Regions from separate parts of the Columba livia genome. Here region 1 is linked to region 2. Evidence: chromatin contacts called from public Hi-C data. All regions are on one chromosome and are shown on one strand. Each heading gives the region's core, a stretch centred on a gene start, on an enhancer-like site or on the middle of the called end of the contact. The rest is flanking DNA. Distances are from core to core; before and after follow the strand shown. Region 1 holds the start of TGDS (TDP-glucose 4,6-dehydratase). Region 2 overlaps DCT (dopachrome tautomerase).

Region 1 (6,715 bases), core at 522-3,021, 49 kb after region 2:
CACAAAACTAATATATCTTTACTGCAAACATTCTTAAATGGAAGTTTAGAACTTCAAAAGCTTCCTTTTTTTTTTTTCCAAATATTTATTTGTAGTGTGCACAGGACTATAAGCATTAACAGTAGTTGACTTTTTTTGCATAGGAACAAATGGATAGTCAAGCAAAAATTTAATAAAAAACAATAATCCATATAAATTTCAAAATGCTACAAATTGCATCAAAAATCATTTAAAATAGTTTTCTGTATGAAAAAAGAAAGCAAGCTACTTACCTTATCCAGGTTTATAATCAAATAGTTTGGGTACTTTTTCACAAGAGAGACAACTACATGTGAAGCACTACAGGACAAAAGAAAAACATATTTTATAATTACATAGTTAGCTTTAAGGTAGCAAAGAGATGACAAATTACAACTAAGTTCAGCAATATCAAAAGGCTTTGTGGGAAGAGGAGGCTGTACTCAAGAGAAATTCACAGATATATTTTAAAACACATCACCATCATTCTGTTGCTAATGCCCATAACCACATACTATTAAGAACCTGAAAAATCAGATTAAAAGTTCGTGACATAACAAAAGAAAGCAGCACTGCTCACTGCCACCCAAAAGAAAAAAAACAAACACACACACAGACCCTAAACACACCCCAATCTGTTATATGATACACCCAGTTGCTATTCCAAATTACTTTTTAAGTTTATACATTGGGTATTAGGGAGAAATAAACAATCTACTCTCCTAACTCACAATACTGACTCTCAAACATTCAACTCTCCAACACTGCTGCTAGGTGTAAGAGACTGACAGCCCGAGTGTCAGGTGGCATTTCTCTTTGCTACAGTTTTGAGTACAAGAAGCTCACTCTTAGAGTTCAGGTTTTGCAGGGCTTATTCACATCTCCAGCCCTCCAAGCTGAGGGTACACACAGAAATCCAGTCCTCTCACAGCTTCAACCCCCAAGCACGCTGACGAGCTTAAGATAGACCTGAACTTTCTTAAGAGCCCACAGCTGTGGGGAGTAGAGGTAACAAACAGTTGTCGGCCCAAAGAACAGTCACCCCCCACCCCGGCTGAGGCTCAGCACCGACTCCCGCCATCAGCGCTGCGAGGTCCCCGCACCCAGCACCATCTCGCCGGCCCCGAGCGGAGGGCAGCCAGGCAGCGGCCCAGCTCGCTCCCCAGCGCTTACCGCCGCAAACTCCGACACACGGAAGAGCCCCAGGCAGCCTCCAAAGAGAACCCGAGCCTGAAAAACGGCTGCGCCCACCGCGGCCTCCACGAAGGCGGCCCGAGCCACCGGCGCCACTGAACCGCCCCGGGACACGACCCAGAGCTGCAGCACCCCTCCCGCCCCGGCCCGACAGCCCCCGCGTCCCCAGGGAGGAGGCCTACGGCCTCGGCCTGACCCAGCAGCCGCCACTCACATGAACCCCGCGCCGCCCGTCACCAGCAGCCGCTTCTCGAACACGGGCAACCCCACCGCGCCCGTCGCCTCCGACATCGCCCGCGCTTTACGGCGACGGCCCTCAAGCCTCAGCTACCGTGCGCCGCGACCCCACGAAACCGCATGCGCAACAGGGCGCGGAAGCTGTAGTTCCCCGGCAGGTTTCTCGGGCAGGGCGGCGGCCACTGCAAGAGCTGGCGTGGGAGGAAGGAGGGAGGGATGGAGAAAGAAAAAAAAGAAACCCTTCCCCACGTTCCTGAACAACGGAGCTAGCTGCCTCTGAGGCGAGCAGCAGCAGCTCCGGCTACAACGTTGCCCTTTACGACGCTGGGGGGGGGGTGTGTGTCTCAATTTACGGCCGAACCCAGCAACGGACACGTCGCAGCTATAGAAGCGCAGACCCGCAGGGCACGGTGGCAGGGGAGGGGCCGGCCGCGTCGTCCCCGCCCCCAGGGTGGGGCACGCTCCCTCGCGCGCAGCTCCCATTGGTTCTCCTTCTCCCCTGTCCCGCGCCCGGTTGTAACCTGGAGGGGTGGCGGGAGGGGGGGAATCACGTGACGCGGCGGCGCGAGCCGGCGGAGGCGGGGGGGGTGGTTCGGGTAACGGTGGCCGCTGCCGCCGGCGGGCCCTGGGGATGCGGTGGCGGCTGTTGTGGCTGCTGTGCGCCGCCGGCTGGTGGGGCGCCGGGGGCAAGACGCTGCGGGGCGGCTTCGCCAGCGCCGCCGCCCGGCTGGAGCCGTGGCGGCCCGTGGCGCGGTTCCAATTCCACGGTGAGTGCCCGAGGGAGGGGAGTAGAAGGGAAGTGGGGGAGAGCGAGCGGCCGCGTCGTCCCTGTCCGCCGTCCTGAAACGGGGCGGGAGAGCGACGAGCCGTTGGGGCGCGTGAGGGCGGCGCGCGGCGAGGAGCCGTTAGGGCGGCGGCCTGAGGGGAGCGGCGGCGGCGGCGGTGGCGGTGGGGTCAGCCCGGCTGCCCGCCCTCCGCCGGGACGTGCGACAGGGCTGGTCCGCTGGGCGGGCGGCGGGTAGCCTGGGACGGCGGTGGGAAGCTCGGCCAGAAGCGGGGCTGCGGCAAGGCAGTGGGCAGAGGAGTTGGCAGCAGCCCGTCGTGCTACATAAACAGTATTTGTCGCAGAATGGCACAGTGCTCCTGTGGGTGGTCAGCGTTCTGCTGTCCTCCACGGCCTGGCGTGGCGGGAGGATCTAGGCGATCCGGGGCGTTTTAACTTTCACATGCGCCTCTCCCTCCCTCCTGGAACTCTTCGGAGTGAGAACGGTGCTTCATACGGTTGTTAGTGTCACCGGGCATCAGAATAAAATTTTTCACCTGATTATTCTCAACGGCTTTTCTTTTCTGTCTTATTAATTCCCTAATAATGTTAGCTAAGAGGCCTTGCAGTGGACTAGAATCCTGTTAGAATGGCCTCTGCAGAAATACATGTTGGAAATTACTCTCCTTTCTACAGAAGTTTTACTTTGCAAAAAGGTATATATGCAGGCGTAGCGAGCGCTATTACACAACAAGGCTGTGCTAGTCAGCATGCTTTCCCTACATGTTCAGCATTTCGGTAGCTGAGACTGTTATTTTTTGTTAGTTAGCTTCTAGCAGAAGAGTTCTATGTAATGCTTCAAAAAACAACTATGAAGATAACAAACAGGCTTCCTCCCAGACTGGAGGAGTAGTGTGAGAAGAAAACAAAAATGTTTACAAGAAAAAAGATAACAACTTATGGGATGAAGGACAATGTGGTATAAGCCAAGAAAAGCTGGAGTGTGACCTTTCAGTTATTGATAGAGTGAAGATAGCTTTGTGGAGTGACTTGAAAGCAGTTAATTATTGCTGTCCTAGAAAATAATTGTAGAAGTGCTCTAAATAGATGTAAAGGGAAAAAATGAACTAGTTAAATCTGAGGAAAGACTGTTAAGATTTAAGAAGAGTGGTTTAGGTGTTCAGATATAATTTATTCTGCAAGTTGATGTTGCATATTTCTTTAAAAATATTCCTCTTTCTGCATTAATACCCACAGCTATATGTATTTTGGGTCTTAGTGAAGCCATATAGGCTTTTTTTTTTTTTTTTTTAGAACCTTCAGTTAATTTTTCAAAATCTTTAATTAGCAACTTAGGTAAACAGATCCCAGATCTAAACTTAGATTTTACAGATCCCAGGAGATCACCTTTTTTGAGGTTTTGTTGCAGGAACGCTCTCTTGCAGCTGGCACTGAACTGCAAAACCTTCCTGGCAAAGCCTTATTCAAAGCTGGTAGTAGTCTATTGACTCACATCCAGCTGGTGCCAGGTTAGGTAGGGAAGAAGATTACTCTGACAGTTTAAAAAACGTACAAATCTTGCTTAAATTTGAATGAATTTGTACTCTTGCAGTACTGATTGATTTTTCTTCTTCATTAAATCCTGCCTTTTAGTGTAGGATACTGTTACATTAAAGAAGTCTATGGCAATAATTTATCAAAATAAGTTTGAGGTCTGTAGAATTACCCACACAAGATAAATTGTGTCAAATGAACTAGTTATAGAATGGCTAAAATATTTTTCTATGTCAAGATGCAGCCTATAAGTAGACTGACACATTGGAGAACACTTTTGAAGTTTGATTTTCATTGGATCAATTTGAATTGTGTCTTCTATACTTAAGTATTTTGGCTCTAATCAGTCCATAACATGAATGTCCATTTACATAAGTTTTTCTGTTATTAGACTCAAGAGCTACCCTATGATGCTCATAATCATGCTGCAAAGGTCACAAAATACTAGACTTTTAACTAGCTATTATGACTGATTGAGGCACTGTCTTTATCTGAAGTTGAAAAAATAAAATTTTGGGTGGGAGGAAGGAAAAAAAGACTATTTGGAAGTCTATTTCTTTAAAAAAAAAAAAAAGGGGGGTGGCAAAGCAAGGCTGTTTGTAGTAAAGAAGGTTAATGACATTTGGGTTAGGGTGAAGGTTTGTTTAGGTGCTATCATGCACTATTGTGTTAAGGAGTTGTATAGAAAATTGTTTCTGAAAGACTCATGGAAAGTAGTGGTAAAAGTTTTAAAGTGAAGCTCTGGCACTGCTACTTGTAAAAGTATCTATGCCATGTTAGCTTTTTGTTTGTAACTGACATCAAGGCAGAATAGTTGATTTTATTTTTTAAATATCAAGGTGACCATGCTGTTCTGTGTGTCAGAATCAAGAACATAGCAGTGGCCCTGGCAAAAGAAGCTAGACTTCACCTGTTTCAAGCACAGGAATGGCAGAAGCTGCAGAACAGTATCCAAGATCACAGCTGTACAGAGAAGTTCTCTAAAGCTCAGCTGACAAGTGAGTTACTACTTTTTTTCCTTTACAAATTGTTATCTGTGTATTTAGACCTCTGTGCTTAGAATATTTATTTCAGTGAATTTGGACTTTGCATCAACTTAAGTGAAAGCAGAACTTTGGCCTTTTGTAATTAAAAATTGTTACAAGGAAATGTAATTGCTTTGTTTGCATCACTTTACAAGACTTTGTTTGCAAGTTACGGTTTAGTACACTGCTGGAAAACAAACAACCCTTGACAAATGATGACTTTAATGCAAACAGCCAAACTTTATGACCTGTTCTAGTCTCATGCACTCACTTGTGCACAACTCAGAAATGGTACACTTTTGGGTGAAGTATTCATTTACCCATTCAGTACAGAGATTTTCTTGAACTCTGCTTCGAGTAAAAGTCTAATTTTTCTTTCTTTTTTTTTTTTAATCTAAACTTTTCCATAAAAAAGCTTATACTGAGTATATGGAAGAATTTACAAATAATACCATTGTAAGGTGAAACTGAAGAACTTATAGAATGTAAGTGTTTGAAACAGTCAAATGTACAGTTTGAATTGTGACTTTTATCGCAGTGCAATGAAAAAAATTAGATGCAAACTCATGCAGTCTGCTGCGGTTACCTCTAAACTTCTGAAGTGAATGCTTGTAAGGTGAGAGTGTGTAGCCCAAGTACGCAGTAAAAGGGTAGTTTTGTATCTGAAAACCTTTTTTCTCTGCTGTGGTGGTTTTATTTTTCTTTCATCACCTCATAATCATTAGCTTCTTTTGGAATTGTTTTTTGTTTGTTTTGTTTTGTTGTGGGGGGTTTTGGTTTATTTGTTTGTTTTTTCCCTCGTGTCTGTAAGGTCATCTGCAAAAACTAATCTTGATTATGGTGCCTTACTTTATAACTTGCTTGCATTATAATTTAATGTTCTTTCACGCTTTAATTTTGTAATTTGATATTCATCACTGAATCTCCATCCAAGTCAAATGTTTTTAATATTTGAGGTCATAACTATACTAGTACAGAATATACAGGTTATCTTTTTGTCTTTTGTGTATGGAGGAACACTTCTTATTTGTCAGGAGGCTCTTGTTCTCCAATTCCTTGAAAATGGCATTTTTAAAGACTAAAAAAACAAAAATAAAAGGATATTGTAATTTTCATGATAGCACAAACCTGTCACACTTTGATGTACAAAATGTGCTAGAAAATTTTTAATACAGTATCAACAGGATAAAGCTTGAGTATCCATCTAAATTTGAAAGAACAGTAAAACATTAAAGCATTCAATCATGTAATTGGAAGACAAACATACTGAAATAATCTTTTTTGCACCATTTATTGATCTTACTATTACAGAACCTACATAAAGCATAGATATTCTTTTAAGAATTTAGATGTGTATTAAAAACTTCATTCAAATATATTTCAAGGGAACACAGCTTTTTAAAATCACTTCCTATGTGCAGTCAGAATCCTAGAGTAACAAATTGATCTCCTGGAACATTGTCATACTGAAATCTTATACAGATGTCACTTGTAGGGATGTAGTTCTCTTACACTTAATCTGGGCTGAACATGACCTGTCTAGCAGTTGGTCTGTCAGTCCTGTGTGCCCCAGCAGTGTACTTGGTGTTTTCTACTGTGTTTAGGGTGAGTTGGATCTGTTTGCTGATCTTGGGCAAAATCAATTACCTTTTTATTTATCTTGCTTCGTTTCCTGTGAGTTAACTTGCAGATTTGATGGAAAACTGATTAAATGCGCTTGTGTGATCCATAGTCTTGATGCTTATAACGCTGTGCCAGAACTCAGCTGAAAGTACAGATGGAGAGTAACTCCACCTCGATCAGCTGGAGTTTGCCTTTTGTTTGGATGAAGCACCATATGAAATCCTAAAACTGTGTTTTTAAAAGATTGCAGGGTTTTTTTGAAAGAAGCTGTTTCACTTTGTGTTTATTTGATAAGATATGT
Region 2 (6,391 bases), core at 292-2,791:
CTCCCTCTCCAGAGCTTAAACATCTCATTTGCGTGTTACATGCTCCTGTGTGTTTCAGACCCTTTTGTCAGAAGAATTTTAATTCAGCAGGAGTTGTTTTAAAGGGGGGTGACGGTGATGATTGCACCCATCTCAGCTTGAAGTCATTCAGGAGTGCACCTCCCATCTGTCAGCAAACTGTTTTGAGTAAAAAGTGACCATGGGGATGGATGTGCTGGTCCCTCATCCTTCCCTCCTGGGCTGGGCTGGGTGACTGCTCAGTTATGAATGCGAGAGGCAAAAGCAATGGGCAGAGGTGGTTCCTGGGCACCAGTGTCCCCCCTCCCAGGTGGGCACTGTCCTCCCTGTCCCCATTTGGGTGCCCATGCTGAGCCCAGCGCTGCCAGCAGTGTGAGGGCAGGGCACCCCTGCAGGCACTGCTCTGTCCCCCTACCCCACACTGACTCCAGCAGCAGTGGTCACGCTTCAACCTGATTGTAGGACCAAAATCCCAGGGTGTGCTGGGCTCTGTGGAGACTGGGGACAGTGTGTTTACAGCCTTGTTTCCCTCAGTTTAGAAGTCGGTGACAGTCTTTTCCTCCAGTTATGGAACAGAAGAGTCCCTTTACATCTCACCCTGGCAGTAACAGCTTCAGTACAATTTATGCAACAATAGATTGCAGGTATTTACTAACACTTGCATAAACCAGCAATAAAAAATGCCTTTTCTGTAGTTTAGGATGAGTGGAACATTAAAACATGTAAAAGCAATCTCCAGCAGTTTTGTAATGTACCTATGTTCAACTTTCTTCCTTTTTAAGCATTTTGTATAAAGTTTACCTGTGCTTCTTCCTTTCACCAAGGACATAACTTTCCTTGGTTGCTAGACCAAGACTGCGCTTTTTAAAAAGGGAGAAAACAGCATTTTAGTGGCACCAGGTAATTTTCCAGTAAGCCACGAGAGGGCAGGTTGTGTTTGCTATAGAGCTTATTTCAGTCAGATTTTACAAGCAACTGTTAGGACCAGTCACAGTTTTATAGTCCTAATTATTAAACTAAGGCCCAGCAAGCAGAAAGAGTAACACACTGATCTTTGACCTTAACATTTTTAAGTGCATATTATCAATCTAATGCCCTCATTGCTTTTCTTCTGGAAAGGAAAATATCTTTCTACTCAATTTACATGTGAGAACTGAGAAACTGTCCCATGTTTAACCCTCCCACTCTTAGCAAAATTAGTTCTAACAAGTTAGCTGCTATGCCACCTTTTTACATTTCTCCCCTGTCTCTCTCCTTCTTCCACCTCACTGCCACTGTCGTTTGCCCATAACCAGGGCAACAAACGCTTGGGGCAGCAGTATTCAAACCTCCAAAGTGGTGAAGCTAGTTGGGCACACACTATGCCCTGTGAACCCAAGGAAAAATCTGATTCACCCTTAGAAGTAGCAGCCTAGTCTGTCTCCTAAACTTTGGCATTCACATCACATGAAGGACAAAAAGGTGCCAATCTCCATCCAACATCATCTGTCTAAATCACCATTTAGCGGGATCTGGTGCACGTGAAGATTCATTGTCTTGTGCTGGAAAGTGGCTGATATCTCCCCCTTGAGAAGGACATGTGGAGACTTCAGACCCAGCTTCAGACTGACACTCATCAGGGTCCAAATGATATGATACATGTCCAACCCAGGTCTCTGGAGACCTCAGCTGATGTTCTCAGCACCAATTAACACTGGTTCCTACATGGTAAAAACCCCCAAAAGGCAACCTGAATTGGGAGCTAGGGTACTGGGTTGAGCAGCTGCACAAAAAGAGCTACAATCACTGACATCTTGGGCATAAGCCAGGAGCAAATGTGCTGGGAACACCCAAAGACACCACAGAACGGCAGAAACAGCAGGACATCGTTGTCCACCTGCTGCAGCAAGGACTACCTGAGTGTGTGGTGAGCAAATCATAACTTTTTTTTGTCCCATAAAGCCCCCTCAGTTTTGTGAGTTTCTCATATTCGAACTAAGTATATGTAAAGATCTACTGAGATCTTTCTAGTCCACATGGCTAGTATTGAGCAGGCCTAGAAGAAATATCAGAAAGCATTGCTTACTGGAATTTTTTATTCAAGGCTACAAAAGCAGAGTTTTCCTAAGACTCAGGACCTTACAAAACACAAAATCTGTGCACTCCATTAATGTAACATATTATGCAACAAATCTGACATGATCTGTTCAGGACTTCATTTGCTCTGTAAAAACCCTCTCTCAAGATAACATGGGAAAGCAAACAAAATATGGTCCAAATATATGTCTAAATAAAGAAATACATAGGGAATATATAAAGTAACGTTTAAGATGTGGTCTAGGGAATGCCACATCCAAACCTGATCCCCTACCTGCAGACCTGGGTAATGAGAGCTAGCTCAGTCTTCAGTCCCGGTAAATTTAGTTCTAAATTCATTAAACATTGCAGCAGAGTCAGAATAGAGAAGGACAAGCACCATTTTCAACTTCTGTCACAGGTTCCTAACATAGAGGTAAAACACAAGTGTATATTTAGCTGTCAGGGAAATCCTGCTCTTAAATTTCAGAATTTGAGTTTGGAGGTTTACCTACTGCTAACATCAGCTTGACTGTACATGACATGGAATTGATCATGATTCTAAAATAAACTATAACCAGGGAGTTCCTATAGTGTTTTGTGAAACAGCATGAAACATTTTGAACCTTAAAAAAAGACTGTGTTATTCAGAACATTTATTGATAACTGTAAAAATAATGTGTTATTCGAATATATATGTAGAGTTAATAACTTCCAGCACATCTACGAGCTGCTAAATGAAATTAAAAATACATTGAGGTGAAAAATTATCTTGGTTATTCAAGTTGGTTTTCTTCTATTTAGATTCATAGCTGTCTCAATCTAAATCTATAGAGGATGACTTACAAGTGTCACACACTCCAGATAACGTTTAGTAATGAGAAAAGTTTAGCCTGTTGGGCCTTGCACATATGTACCCAGAGACTTCACATATTAACAATTCACTAGATAATGGGAAAACCTGAGTGAGAACAATGTAGTCAGCTGCCAAAGGAGTGTGCGATAAATCCTCAGCTAAGATCTCAATAAGGCAATCAAGGCCACTTCCTACAAGAATGAGCAAAGAAACAAAGCAAGGGCATTAGGCCTCTTCTGTGTACTTTTTGGGGTTGAAGCTCACATTCATCAGTGGTTCAAAACCTCTTCTCTGCCTTCGGTGCAGGAAAAGTACAAGCAGCAGAACAAGTGTAGCCAGAGCTATAAATGCTCCTCCAGTTGTGGTTCCAACCATGACAGCCCAGGCTTGGGTTTCTTCAAGTGAACCTGAAAACACAAAATGTCTGAAGTGAGGATAGCTCATGAATTTCATTTCTCCAGTCACATGAAAGAAGGAAAATATGCTACAGCCTGGTACTTAGGATTGCTTGTGTGGCTTAGAGACCCAGTGCCCACAGGGGAAGCTGGTAATGCACCGTGTAACCGACAAGCATGCCGGACTCAGAGATGTTTCCTGCCAGAGAAGTCTACAGCTGAATTTAAATTTCAGCCTTTCATACAAATTAAAGTGTTGAGAACAGGAAAGGTTAACAGTAACAAAACAAAAAGGCCATCTTCTTATCTAATTTGGCCAAAATTATGAATTATTTAAGCAATTCTTTCTACAATGACATTTCAGCGTAGCTGTTTCCAAGTTAATCTCATCAACAGAAAACCCTCAAACATTCCTACAGACCACAAACTTTTAACTGAAAACATTACTTAGTGTGGTTCTGCTGACCAGCTCCAGATTGCATCCGCTGATTATGAACCACTTCTAGGGAGCCATTGTCTTCTAAGATAATATTGCCTGTTCTTATAATAACCCCGCTCCACTTGGTTGAATAATTTTATTTTGTGTTGTCATTTATGCTTTCAGAAGCAACAACTGCCTGCTGTCCTGTTCTGAAATATGCTGCATATATCAATATGGCAATAATTATGTTTGACTAGGTATTCGCAAAAAAAAAAAAAAAAAAAAATTATTTCAGGAATTTAAAAGGTATTTGGACATACAAGCTTAAAACCAAATGGCTCAAGGACACGTTACACTGACTATGAAAGCAACTAGAAATTGAACACCCCAATCTGTAGTCTCTGACAACAAAAGAGTTGAGAGCAATGATGCACAGATTCAGTAAGATCCAAAAATTAATTTTTTACCAAGTTATATATTCAGCTAAAAGAGAAAGGTTTTAATGTAAAAACTTTATTCTTTGAACACTGACCATGAAGACAGCGATAAATAGGCTGCTTCACAGCGAGATCACTATTTATTTCAGTGGGAGTTGAGAGGCAGCAGAATCACAAGATGCCTTTGCCCCTCCCTGGGTACCTCGCACTCAAGGGGCAGCAGCATTGCCAAAGCAGCAGTGGCACAGTGGTCCAGAGGGAGGAAAACTTAAACTCCATAAAAGGAGAACTTTAAATTCTTAGGGGAAATTCTGGGGACACCCCTGAGAAAAGCACTGCAGAAGCAGCTAGCATGTCTCCACAAGTCAGGGCTGCCCTGCATGAGTGCAGCCTGAGGACAAGGACCATCTTTTGCAGTCTATAGACCTTTAAACAGCCTCCAGAGATTAAAAGCACAGATACATGGTAAGCATTTAGAAGAAATTCCTGGCCACACAAGCTAGATAAGCACCTATTGCCTCTCAAAGGAATACCATAGTGGAGAAAGAAACTGTTCATATTTAATCTTTGGTAAAGCAGCTTAAGCATGGTTTTCATGTATTTCTTACACTTGCACCTTTTACAAATATTTGTAAATCATGTTGCAAATTTCAGATTTTGTGCATAAATACTTTGTTTTCTTGTTTCTTTTGTCTTTATCTGATTTGTATCAAAGGTAATTTCAACAAATAGACAAACCTTAAGGCATATTACACCTATGGGCATGGAAAATCTTTAAAACTGAAGGTTTATAACACAAAACACCCAGGTACATCTTTCCTGGGTATTCAAAGATTAACTGAATTCTTCTCTAACGAGATTCGTGGTACAGTATCATTCAGGGCCCTGTGCAAAAACAAGTATTTTCTAATAACTGGCATTAGCCAATCTCCCTGGCAGAGCACCTAAACTCATACAGGTTCAAGGATTCTGCAACAGGCATAAAGAGTGCTGGGAGCAAGAGCCAAAATCAAAGACTCCTCAAGCCCAAAAGGAGCACCACCATCAATGCCGGAGCAGTTTGTTGATGTGTTTTGCAGCAGAGCAAACTAAGGGTGTGCACACTCGTAGCTACCACAGTTTATCTGGTGAGTTGTAGCTTGCCGTGTTACAACATGTGATTGCTAGTGAGCAGGTGAATACACCCAAGTGTTTTGTGAAAGGTGCCTAATTCTCCATATGCTCATGTAATTGAAAACATGAGCTCTCATCTCTTGGCCTGGAACAGTCTCCACACCTCTGAGACGTACCTGGTAAGTCAATGGCATAGGTGTAGCCGAGCTGCTCCGCAGTTTGGAAGAGCTCGTCGTTGGTGACAGGAGGGAAAAAAGGGACCATGTTATACAATCTGTTGTGACCGATGGGGGCCAGCTCCTCAGGCCAGGCATTGTCAGGGGGGTTAAACCTCTTCATCCACTCATCAAAGATGGCATCAGTAAAGGAGTGAAGAACCTGCAAATAAAGGCATGGATAAGCAGACTTACTAAGCTCTTCCTGAACTCAACAGTATTTAAATGCTATCGCCTAAGGTGGCAGCAGCTTTTGGGAGAGAAAAGAGTAATCTAATTTCAGTAGGTTCTACAGAACAGGAAACCAGGAAAGCTCATGAGAATGGAGTAAACCGATCTCCTGCATGAGACATTTTGCAGTATACATCCCTGTTGCTGCCTGTTCATAATAAGATCTTTCTCCAGACAGTTTAATATCAGCTCACTGTGAATGGGCAGGTCTGTCCTCTTGGGTGAGGGCCCACTAAGATCATTCAGGTGAATGTACCTCTAAAACCTATTTTACTCTCTCTCATGTTTGAAGAGGTATGCAAAATTGCAAGAAATTTGATTCCTGCACACTCATTTGATAGTGTGCCACCAGTTCCACAGCTCCAGGTACCCACGAATTTGATTAGAACTTGCCCAGTGAGTCTAGAGGTCTACAGAGCACTAATACAGGGAAGTTGTTTCCAAGTTGAGTTCAGACAATTATTACAAATGTCTGGGGCAGTTCAAATTAATTTTTGATGCGCTTATGATTTTTAATTATGACCCTGGAAAAAACTTTGCAAATATTTCATGGAAAATAATCTTGCATATAAAATTATAGCATAGTGAAATGAAGATTTCATTGTGCGAGAGAGGAATTAATGAAGAAACTCAAGAATTTTTAAGGAAAT

Evidence for each region. Hi-C and Micro-C count contacts between places; a contact is called where the count stands out from the background.
Region 1: a contact with region 2 is called in a Hi-C map of crop, with 1.8 times the contacts expected there. The contact joins the promoter of TGDS here to the enhancer-like site in region 2.

The regions. Positions count from the first base shown.
Region 1 is chr1:54,801,680-54,808,394 of bColLiv1.pat.W.v2, forward strand. TGDS (TDP-glucose 4,6-dehydratase) reads right to left here and starts at 1,772. Exons shown (of 12, transcript XM_065056914.1): 1 at 1,427-1,772; 2 at 273-339. The coding sequence starts at 1,503. It overlaps GPR180 (G protein-coupled receptor 180), which reads left to right and starts at 1,998. Exons shown (of 9, transcript XM_065056908.1): 1 at 1,998-2,216; 2 at 4,606-4,764. The coding sequence starts at 2,081.
Region 2 is chr1:54,752,455-54,758,845 of bColLiv1.pat.W.v2, forward strand. DCT (dopachrome tautomerase) reads right to left here. Exons shown (of 9, transcript XM_065056892.1): 8 at 5,472-5,673; 9 at 2,076-3,336. The coding sequence ends at 3,155. Among named protein-coding and RNA genes, the nearest start is that of DCT, 21 kb to the right of the region's middle. Within about 2 kb of position 1,542, at least 1 of the 3 cell types and tissues checked has an H3K27ac peak away from gene starts, as active enhancers do.